2 separate regions of the Lactuca sativa genome follow, and region 2 is linked to region 1. A link is a contact called in public Hi-C data. All regions are on one chromosome and are shown on one strand. The core of a region is the stretch at or near the end of the contact, and the rest is flanking DNA. Distances in the headings are between cores, read along the strand shown. Region 1 holds the start of LOC111918005 (glutamate synthase 1 [NADH], chloroplastic). Region 2 holds the start of LOC111918004.

Region 1 (4,766 bases), core at 649-3,148:
TAAATAATCTTCTAACAAAAAGTCATTTTTAACGTTTATTATATTTTAATTGACTAGCCCGAATCTGCAGGTGTTATGATCGATAAGGTGATAAGTATGGTGATGAAGATATTGGGTTTTTATACAAAAATTCGGTTTCACAAACAGGAAAAATGACAACGAAAGATTTAAATTTGTTGAATAAACTAAAACCATTTTAACCCACCAATGATCTTTTGTAAGACTTAGAAAGATAAAAGCAACCATAAAGAGAAAAGTGTTACAACCTTTGAAGACTTTGATTATAATGGGAGATTAGAAGTTGATGAAGTGTGGTATGAAACTTCAAGGTAGAAGTTCTCTAGAGATATCCACCAACAATAAATCAACTTGATAATATGTTAGTCTTCTTTTTGTAATAAAAGAACCTCTTAAGCTCTTAAGACAAAGAAACTAGTTTGCCTTAAAAGAAAGCATTCAAGCATCATCTTTATCTTTATGTTCTTAACACATTAAGAGACAAAAATTATAGAGAATATGGAGACGAGAAACACCAAATTTCATGGTTTTAGCTAGTAAAAGAAGAGATACATGCAAGATTTTTAGTCATCTTAATCCAAGTCCTTACCCATTGAGTTTTGATGCTTTAATACACCATACATCTAGCAACAAAAGACTAAAAGTGTAAGAGCATGACTTTATGATTAAATAAATGCAAACATGTATTCTTTTTCTTTTTACAGTCTCTTTGAATATTTTATAAAAAGAAGAAACTAGTCTTTTTTTTTTTTATAAAACTCTTCTAATTTTTATAACTTATAAAACATATAAATTCATAAAAAACAAAAACCCATTTTAGTCCAAAAAAATGTACATGACATAATAAATTATACCTTATCATATATTATGATATATTTTGATACTTAACAGTGAAATTAATATTTCCATAAAATAAATACTTTCCAATTAATTACAATATATATATATATATATATATATATATATATATATATATATATATATAATCAAATTCTTATAAATAATATATTTGCATAAAGTTGTTGTTAGTGTGACAATTTATGATCATATATTATCTATCAATATGATTGTATAATGACTTTTGGACATATATGTCAGAAGATGAACGTCGACCATGAAGGGAAATGGTAATCAATAAGAGGAGGCTATAGTGGTGTCTAGAAAGATGATCGGCAACGACCAACGATCATTGTTCTAGACAGAAGATCGTTGGAGTTAGAGAGATATAAGTAGGGAAGGGGGTGAACATTGTAATCTAATAGGGTTTTATTGAAGGTTAGGTTGGGAAGAATATTTTTTTTTCTTTTAAAATTAAAACGACTTAAAGAAAAAGTTAAAATAAATTAAAAATATTATTAATGTCATTAATGTCATTTTATATGGTAAAGAACTAATTATACAAAAATTAGATTTACATCGACAAATAAATAAAGGTCAACCAATTAATTATGCAAAATGCAGTGACTATTTTTATTTTTGTCTGGATATTATACAAAAATCTGGAACTTCAAGATTGTTAATTTTTTAAATATAAATAAATTAAAATCACATCGACATGGATATTGTATATGTTTTTTAAAACTATGATATATAACATTTAATTATCTAACTTTGTAAAATCCTAAATTACCACCACAAATTAGATTATTACGTAAGACTTTTATGAAAAGTATGGTAACACATGAAAAACGCAACCAAATTAAAGAATTGATTTGTAGAAATGTTTTGGATTCTATCATTCCAGGCACAGTAGAAAGTTTACCCTAAAAGTGGCAAATTGGTAAGCGGGCCCCACGCCCAACAATGGCACCTTGTTGAGAAGATGAGCTGGTACCCCCTGCCTCCCTCTATAAAATCAACCTACTACCCACCTCGTCGAGGCCGAGAAAAACCCCACCCACCAGAACCCTTTCTCTCTCTCTCTCTCTCTCTCTCTCTCTCTCTCTCGTGTGTGTGTCTGCGGGAGTGTGCATAACAGCAGCCGTCGGCTGCTACGTCGGTTGTTCAGTTTTGTTCGTTTTATCTTTTAAAGATTCATCTTGAATCCATATACCCTGCGTATCGAGTCCATATACAAAACCCCCCAACTAAATCGGCCTGTCAATTGGAGGAAAGTGGGCGCTTGATTTGAACCATTCCTTCTTTAAACTAAGTTGATAGCTATCCAGATCTGATAATAAACGCTTCACAAATCTGTTTATTGGAAAGATCTGAAGCAGGGGGAGTTTTTGATAAAAATTGTTGGTATCTGATAATGTCGGTGGCTTTGAATCATGCTGTCCAGGCCCGACCCGACGCGGACGTAACGAAACCTTTCGCTTCCGCTTCCCGTCCGTTAAGCGGGTTAGCCCGGATTGGGGTTGGCCGGAGCCGCACATGGACGAGCCGTGGCTCGGTCGTTAAACAGTCTAGTCTGTTAGGGAAGAAGTTGTATGGGACTAGGCTGCAACGGGGGTCGGTTTCCGAGACGCTCCATCAATGGAAATCGGATGGTCCGGGTCGTGACCCGAAGCTTAAGGTGGTGGTTCGGTCTGCTTTGTCGCTAGTGCCGGAGAAGCCCTTAGGTCTTTATGATCCATCCTTTGATAAGGATGCATGTGGGGTCGGTTTTGTTGCTGAATTATCCGGCAAAAGTAACCGCAATACGGTATGTATCATTTTCGCTTGCGTTTTCAAATTTGTAGTTTTATGTTTGTTTTTCAATCAATTTGACAACTGAATTACTTTTGTGACCTGATTTAGGTGACTGATGCGATTGAGATGTTGGTTCGTATGTCACATAGAGGTGCCTGTGGATGTGAAACAAACACCGGCGACGGTGCCGGAATTCTCGTCGGTCTTCCACATGACTTCTACAAGGAGGTATATATACATAAAGCTCTTTCTACACATATCGTAATCACTACATACGTTGCATATTAAAGCCAGTTCACTTTTTTATTTAGCAAGATGAGTAATTATGTCTTATTCTATCGATAAATCTGCATCATCAGGTTGCTAAAGATGAGGGGTTTGAGCTACCACCACCTGGGAAGTACGCAGTGGGGATGTTCTTCTTGCCTACTTCCGATACCAGAAGGGAGCAAAGCAAGATTGTGTTCACAAAGGTATCATAACTGAGCTTGATTTCATCTTAACCACGTTTGTTGCTTCTTGATCTTGCAAAATTTGTTTACAACTTCACGATTACACTCGCAGGTTGCTGAATCACTTGGGCACACAGTTCTTGGCTGGCGAACTGTTCCCACAGATAATTCTGGATTGGGGAAGTCCGCTATTCAAACAGAACCCGTCATTGAACAAGTGTTCCTCACACCCACATCTAGGTCAAAAGCTGATTTTGAGCAGCAGGTATATATGATCTTTAACTTGCATAATGTTTAACTCAACATATACGAATGATGCTTATCTTGATTCTTGATTCTTGATTAATAATTGGTATTTGCAGATGTACATACTAAGGAGGGTTTCAATGGTAGCTATCCGGGCTGCATTGAACCTACAACATGGTGGGATCAGGGACTTCTATATATGTTCTTTATCATCAAGGTTTGGTTTTCTTGAATCTTGATATCAATTATTTATCATATGGGTTTTTAAAATTGAAATGATTTATATGCAGAACTATTGTGTACAAAGGTCAGTTAAAACCGAACCAGTTGAAGGAGTATTATTATGCAGATCTTGGGAATGAAAGGTTTACGAGCTACATGGCCCTGGTAATTATTTATCCATATACTTATTTTTTGTCCACTGACTTCATACTTAACAACAGCATTGGATCAACCGGTTAACGGGAGAGAGATGCGTGGTTAACTTATGATTTTGGATTGGATGCTCGATTCATTAGTGGTGAGTTGGTAATAACCTCATTAAGAAGTTCATCATGTTTACACAAACTTGGTGCATTGTTGTGCTCAGTTCTTGATCATGAAACTTCATGAGGTTGCATAGGGGCTTACATGATGTTTTGATACAAAACCTAATCCTTATTTTAACAATGTCATGGATCTCAATCATTGAAAATATTGGTATTTGCATTCTTTTGTCTAGATTCATTCTCGGTTTTCAACCAACACTTTTCCTAGCTGGGATCGAGCTCAGCCTATGCGTGTTCTTGGCCACAATGGAGAGATCAACACACTTAGAGGGAATGTTAACTGGTATGCTTATGCCCTCCATGTGTTTGATCATTTGTCAATCTTTAGTTGCTTTTTAGTTTTCAGTTTTCACTACATTGTTGTTTACTTTTAATCTTTCTTTATTCAGGATGAAGGCACGTGAAGGTCTTCTGAAATGCAAAGAGCTTGGTCTTTCAAAGAATGAGATGAAGAAACTTCTTCCCATTGTAGATGCCAGCTCATCAGATTCAGGTGCTTTTGATGGTGTTCTTGAGCTTTTGGTGCGAGCTGGTAGAAGTCTTCCAGAAGCTGTTATGATGATGATTCCAGAAGCCTGGCAGAATGACAAGAATATGGATCCTAAAAGGAAGGCATTATATGAATACTTTTCAGCTTTAATGGAGCCATGGGATGGACCTGCACTTGTTTCATGTATGAGTTTTGAGCTTCATTTCACTCTTATTTGTTACTTTGAGACAGTTAATTTTGTGCTTACATAAAATGTTATTTGCAGTTACTGATGGGAGATACCTTGGAGCTACACTGGACAGAAATGGTCTACGTCCAGGTCGATTTTATGTTACTCATAGTGGAAGAGTTGTAATGGCAAGTGAAGTTGGAGTTGTT
Region 2 (4,766 bases), core at 952-3,451, 500 kb before region 1:
GGTTAAATTCCTTCAACCATTCTTAATAAAATACTCATATTGCTTAATAATCAAAAGATAGCATCGTACGATCGTTCCTATTTTTTTTTTTTTTTTACCAATTGTTACACATCACATCCCCTCATACAATTTGGTTGATTCTACTTAATCGATTTTTGACTAAAACACACACACACACACACACACACACACATATATATATATATATATATATATATATCACTACAACACAACAACATCCTGTACACAAGGATACATAATCAAATCTAGTGGGCCGACATTGGTGCCTTCGACCCACAGGTATAGTGAGGAAACTCACCTGAATTGGAGAACCCAAAAACACCGCGATACGCCCTGATTGATGCCACGAACTTACTAGCACCAAAACATGGTAGATTCTTATTTATCAGCCCAAAACCCTTCAAGATTGGCTTAGGGTCAAACTGGTCAAAATTCAATGGTCACCAAGTCACCACCAAAAGCTCAAGAACTCATAAATAGGGCTAGGGTTTCGTTTAAACTGAGTGGAGGCTGAAGAGAATACCCTAGGTCATGAGATAAGTTCCTTAAATATGAAGAGAACCCTAAAATTCGTGGGCTTGGGCTGCAACCACTCTCCCAACGTGACCATTCTATTGTCATGTTGTGACAAGCCCCCTTGGATACACATTTCAATTTCAACCTGTCACATCATGACACCCGATTTTACCCTAAAACCATGCACTTCACTCCTTGATACCCTAAACCGATTCGATTTGGAAACTCAATGTTACAATTACCCCCCACTTAAATTCGATTTTGTCCTTGAAATCAGTTCTCGCTTCCACTTCCGCACACTCTTCAAATTCCTTGTGGATTCTCCAAACTCTACTCCCTCAATGCGGGTTGAGATCATTTGAATGCCAACATTTGCAACCATAGCCAACAATGGTTCCATCCCAAGCTCATAAGCCAATCTAAGTAGAGACTCCAAGTTCTGAATCACCTCTATTGTAACATCTTTTAAATAGTCGATCATTTCCCGACAATTTTGCCAACCTTAAATTTGTGAAACCATGCAATCTGATGAAAACATCTTCACACAACCTCCTTAAACCATGACGATAAGGACCCACTTCCTTATTCATAACATGTAGATTCCGAAGTATTAGACAACCTCCAGGTAAACCGAGCCATCCCAATTGTCACCCATGCTACCCAATAATTGCAGACCTGACCCAACCAAGACCTCCTGACCTTGCACCGCCCATTGAAAAGCCAAAGAAAGAAACCACCACCCATGCCATAGCCGACAACCTTGCATACCGACGCACCAACGTAAATTCTAGAAAAGCCTAGAAGATGAGGCTAACCAACCTCCAAATCAACTATACTGACCAAAAATCTATAGATTTGATCGAATCGAGATCTTCCCGGCCAGATACCACCATACAAGAAAGATAAAGCATGAAACCCACGACCGAATGTCGTTATTGCTAACCCTGCATAAACATGCCGACAAAACTAAAAAAAAAAACAATCAATCACATACTAAACTAGACCAAGTATTCACTCGGCTCGAACAACTCTGCTAATACTAACAACACTCGGGCTTAACCCCGATCCCCTAACCAATAACAACACTCAGACTTACTCCTGATCCGCTAACCAATAACAATACTCGAGCTTACCCCCGATCCGCTAACTACGAACAACACTCAGGCTTACCTCCGATCCGCTAACCAATAACAACACTCGCAGCCTAACATAAATGCCCACCGAACCAGCAAGACTTAACTAACCCTACCAAGCCTTTGGGTCGTGGATGTGACGACGGTGAGGGAAATGATAATGGAGGTGAAGGTGGTGGTGGCTTCAGTGATGAAGACGTCAGGTTCAAATGATAGTAGGGACGACCTTTTAGGGTTCTTAGGTTTGAGTTTGGAGTTTTTACATGACCAGTTCTTTCATTTTATGTTTTTACTCATTTGGTATGGGCATTTTAAAATATTTAATAGTCAAATAGTTAGATTTAACGATGCATGGTGCGTGCATTCTTTGGATACCATATGGGCTATTCATATCAAAAGTTGGATCAAAATTGTAGATGGATATAAACCACAAGGACCAAAACGATAGTTTGCTCTTTTTGTAATTCTGTAATATACAGACAACCCCCTCATATTTCAAAAGTTACGATTACGCCCTGTAATTACAGTTGGGAAAGTTGTTTAAGGAGTAAAGCAGCCATTAATAAAATGATCCAGGTCTGAAAAATGTGGAAGCAGGCACAATCTCTGTTCGCGGAAGAAGAATATGACGACTCACAAGACAATCTGTTGGAAGAAGCCGAAGGTCTCTGTTCTTTATCTCCCACACAGGTATTACTCTATCCAATTCCCCCAATATTTCGCAAATTTCCCATAAATCACGATCATCTGTGATGAACCCTAAAAGCTTATACAACGTCACTGTTTTCTTGTTCGACACAGAGATTATATGGCTTCGGTGCGTGTTGTTTAGCTGGACTCCTTTGTATGTTACTGGTACTTCGATTTACACTCTTCTGTATACGATCTCATTCCCACTATATGGTTTTTTTCGAAAGGCGTTTTTAATGTGATACTGTTGAGTTTTATTTAGTTACTTTGATCATTCGATACCAACAAAAAACAAAAAAAAAAAAAATCAAGTATGGGTTTGGCTTCTATGATGGAAACCCTTATTTTCTTGAAAATGCGAATTATCGATTGCGTTTGAAAGATGTTCTTGATCTCAAGTAAAATTGGGATTGGGGTTATGCTTAAGTATACTAAATCATAATCCTTCAAGTGTTTGGCATGATGAAAGTTAACACCAAGCATCAAGCTTGAATCTTGATTGACATATATGTTACTAAATTTTCATTAAGTACTTAAATTGATAATGGCATGAATAAAAAGGCCATGATTATTCATAATTTAACATCATCTATCTAAAATCTAAATGGTAATTTTGCAGTCGACAATTGTGTTTGCCATTCCGATTAAGTTTGCTGTATTGTTTACCTTTGGTAACTTGTTGGCTATTGGAAGGTATGTTTTCTTGTATTTATATATAATCCTTTTTATATTATAAAAAAAAATTGCACTTTTAATCTATTTAATTTGTCTAATCTTTTTTCTTTTTACCATTTAACAGCACAGTTTTTCTTATGGGAGCTACACGACAACTACAAATGATGTTTGATCCAGTTCGTATTTATGCAACATCTATTTACATTGGATTCGTTGTTCTAGCTCTCATTTGTGCTCTTGGGGTAACAAAATAAATAACTTGAATCCATTTAAAGATATTTTGACTTTTTATGATTTGACCTTTTTTTTTCATTCGCAGATTCATAGTAAGTTGTTAACTATCCTTGCCATACTATGTGAGATATGTGCACTCATCTGGTAAGTTTGTCATCTTTATTCAATCTCTTTACTCCTTTTTTTTTTAAAATTTTTTTTTTTGATAATGTAAGTGGTATAAAATATTTTCAGGTATAGTTTAAGCTACATACCTTTTGCTCGAGCAGTTGTTTCAAAAGTGACAATTCGTCTTTTTGACACTGAGATTTAGGTAAAGAGTTTTCAAGAAAATATTTCGTTCATGATCATTATTATATTCATTTTGTTTATTAACGTGTGTCATCGTGGAGTCACATGTCATTGAATATATTGTGGTTTTTTTGAATAATTATTGTGTTGGATTTCACGTATTATTGCAAGTTTTGGTATTATATATTGAATGAGGGAGGATTGATTTGAATGCTTTAAGATCTTTCAAAATTCAGACCCATGAAATGCAAAAAGAGTTATTAAATGTTTTGATAGAAATATATAGGTGTTGTGGTGAAACATGTTTTATTAGAGGTTATAAGAGAAGTGAAGGTGAATCATAGTTTGAGAATGGAAGGTGGATTATAAGTAAAATATACAAACTATACAAAATAATAATATTTACTTACTTTTTATGATCTGAAATAAAATAACTTTTAACTATAGACAATAATGTGTTGGTAAAATATAAAACTAGGCTATTTACGCATATGAGAGAAAAAAATAATATTTTAATATATGATTAAGTTGGTTAGTAGGAAATAAAATTTTGAAGCATACCTGGGATCCAAACACGCACAAAACCATATATTGGAGGTTTATTTAGCAATAACTGTTACAAATCCATAAAATTTTGCTTGAAGTTTGAAATAAATACAATTATAAATACAAATTAGTTGTTCAAAAAATAAATTAGAAACGTCTAATTTAAGGTTTTTTAGTTCGTGTGGGAGACAAGAAATCAAATTAGTCGGTTAGGTTTACAAAATAAAAAGTAAGTAGGGAGTGCTTCAAAATTAAGGATTATATTCAATTATTAATTATAAGATAAGATAACTAAATGTTAATAAAATAAATACAAAATAAAAACAATATTATATTTAAAGGATGGCGGGTTCGAATAAGGATATTCACAAAAATAACCGTCTGAAAATTCAGAATATAATAAAATAATCAAACCATTTTAGTTTTAGAAATGAGTCAAATGACCATCATGTTTGAAACGAAGGTATTTCATAGTTATTACGAACTAACTTATGTCACATTAAAAGCACATATTCAGACAAAAAATATTGTATTCAAAGAAATTTCAGAACATTTCCGATATTCGATGAACGAATTCAAATTTTTAAGAAAATGCTTATTTTTAATGAAATCTAACACACACAAAAAAATAATAATAAAATAAAAAACATAGGAAGTAAA

Evidence for each region. Hi-C and Micro-C count contacts between places; a contact is called where the count stands out from the background.
Region 2: a Hi-C map of leaf shows a contact between it and region 1, with 5 times the contacts expected there. The contact joins the promoter of LOC111918004 here to the promoter of LOC111918005 in region 1. A contact is called at or near these places in 2 of 4 Hi-C or Micro-C datasets (leaf and seed).

The regions. Positions count from the first base shown.
Region 1 is chr9:78,036,174-78,040,939 of Lsat_Salinas_v11, reverse strand. It overlaps LOC111918005 (glutamate synthase 1 [NADH], chloroplastic), which reads left to right and starts at 1,898. Exons shown (of 18, transcript XM_023913649.3): 1 at 1,898-2,665; 2 at 2,761-2,880; 3 at 3,012-3,125; 4 at 3,217-3,369; 5 at 3,467-3,567; 6 at 3,641-3,737; 7 at 4,072-4,181; 8 at 4,288-4,571; 9 at 4,654-4,766. The coding sequence starts at 2,273.
Region 2 is chr9:78,534,601-78,539,366 of Lsat_Salinas_v11, reverse strand. It overlaps LOC111918004, which reads left to right and starts at 2,201. Exons shown (of 6, transcript XM_023913648.2): 1 at 2,201-2,360; 2 at 2,472-2,525; 3 at 2,980-3,053; 4 at 3,160-3,277; 5 at 3,355-3,413; 6 at 3,504-3,771. The coding sequence starts at 2,256. The coding sequence ends at 3,582.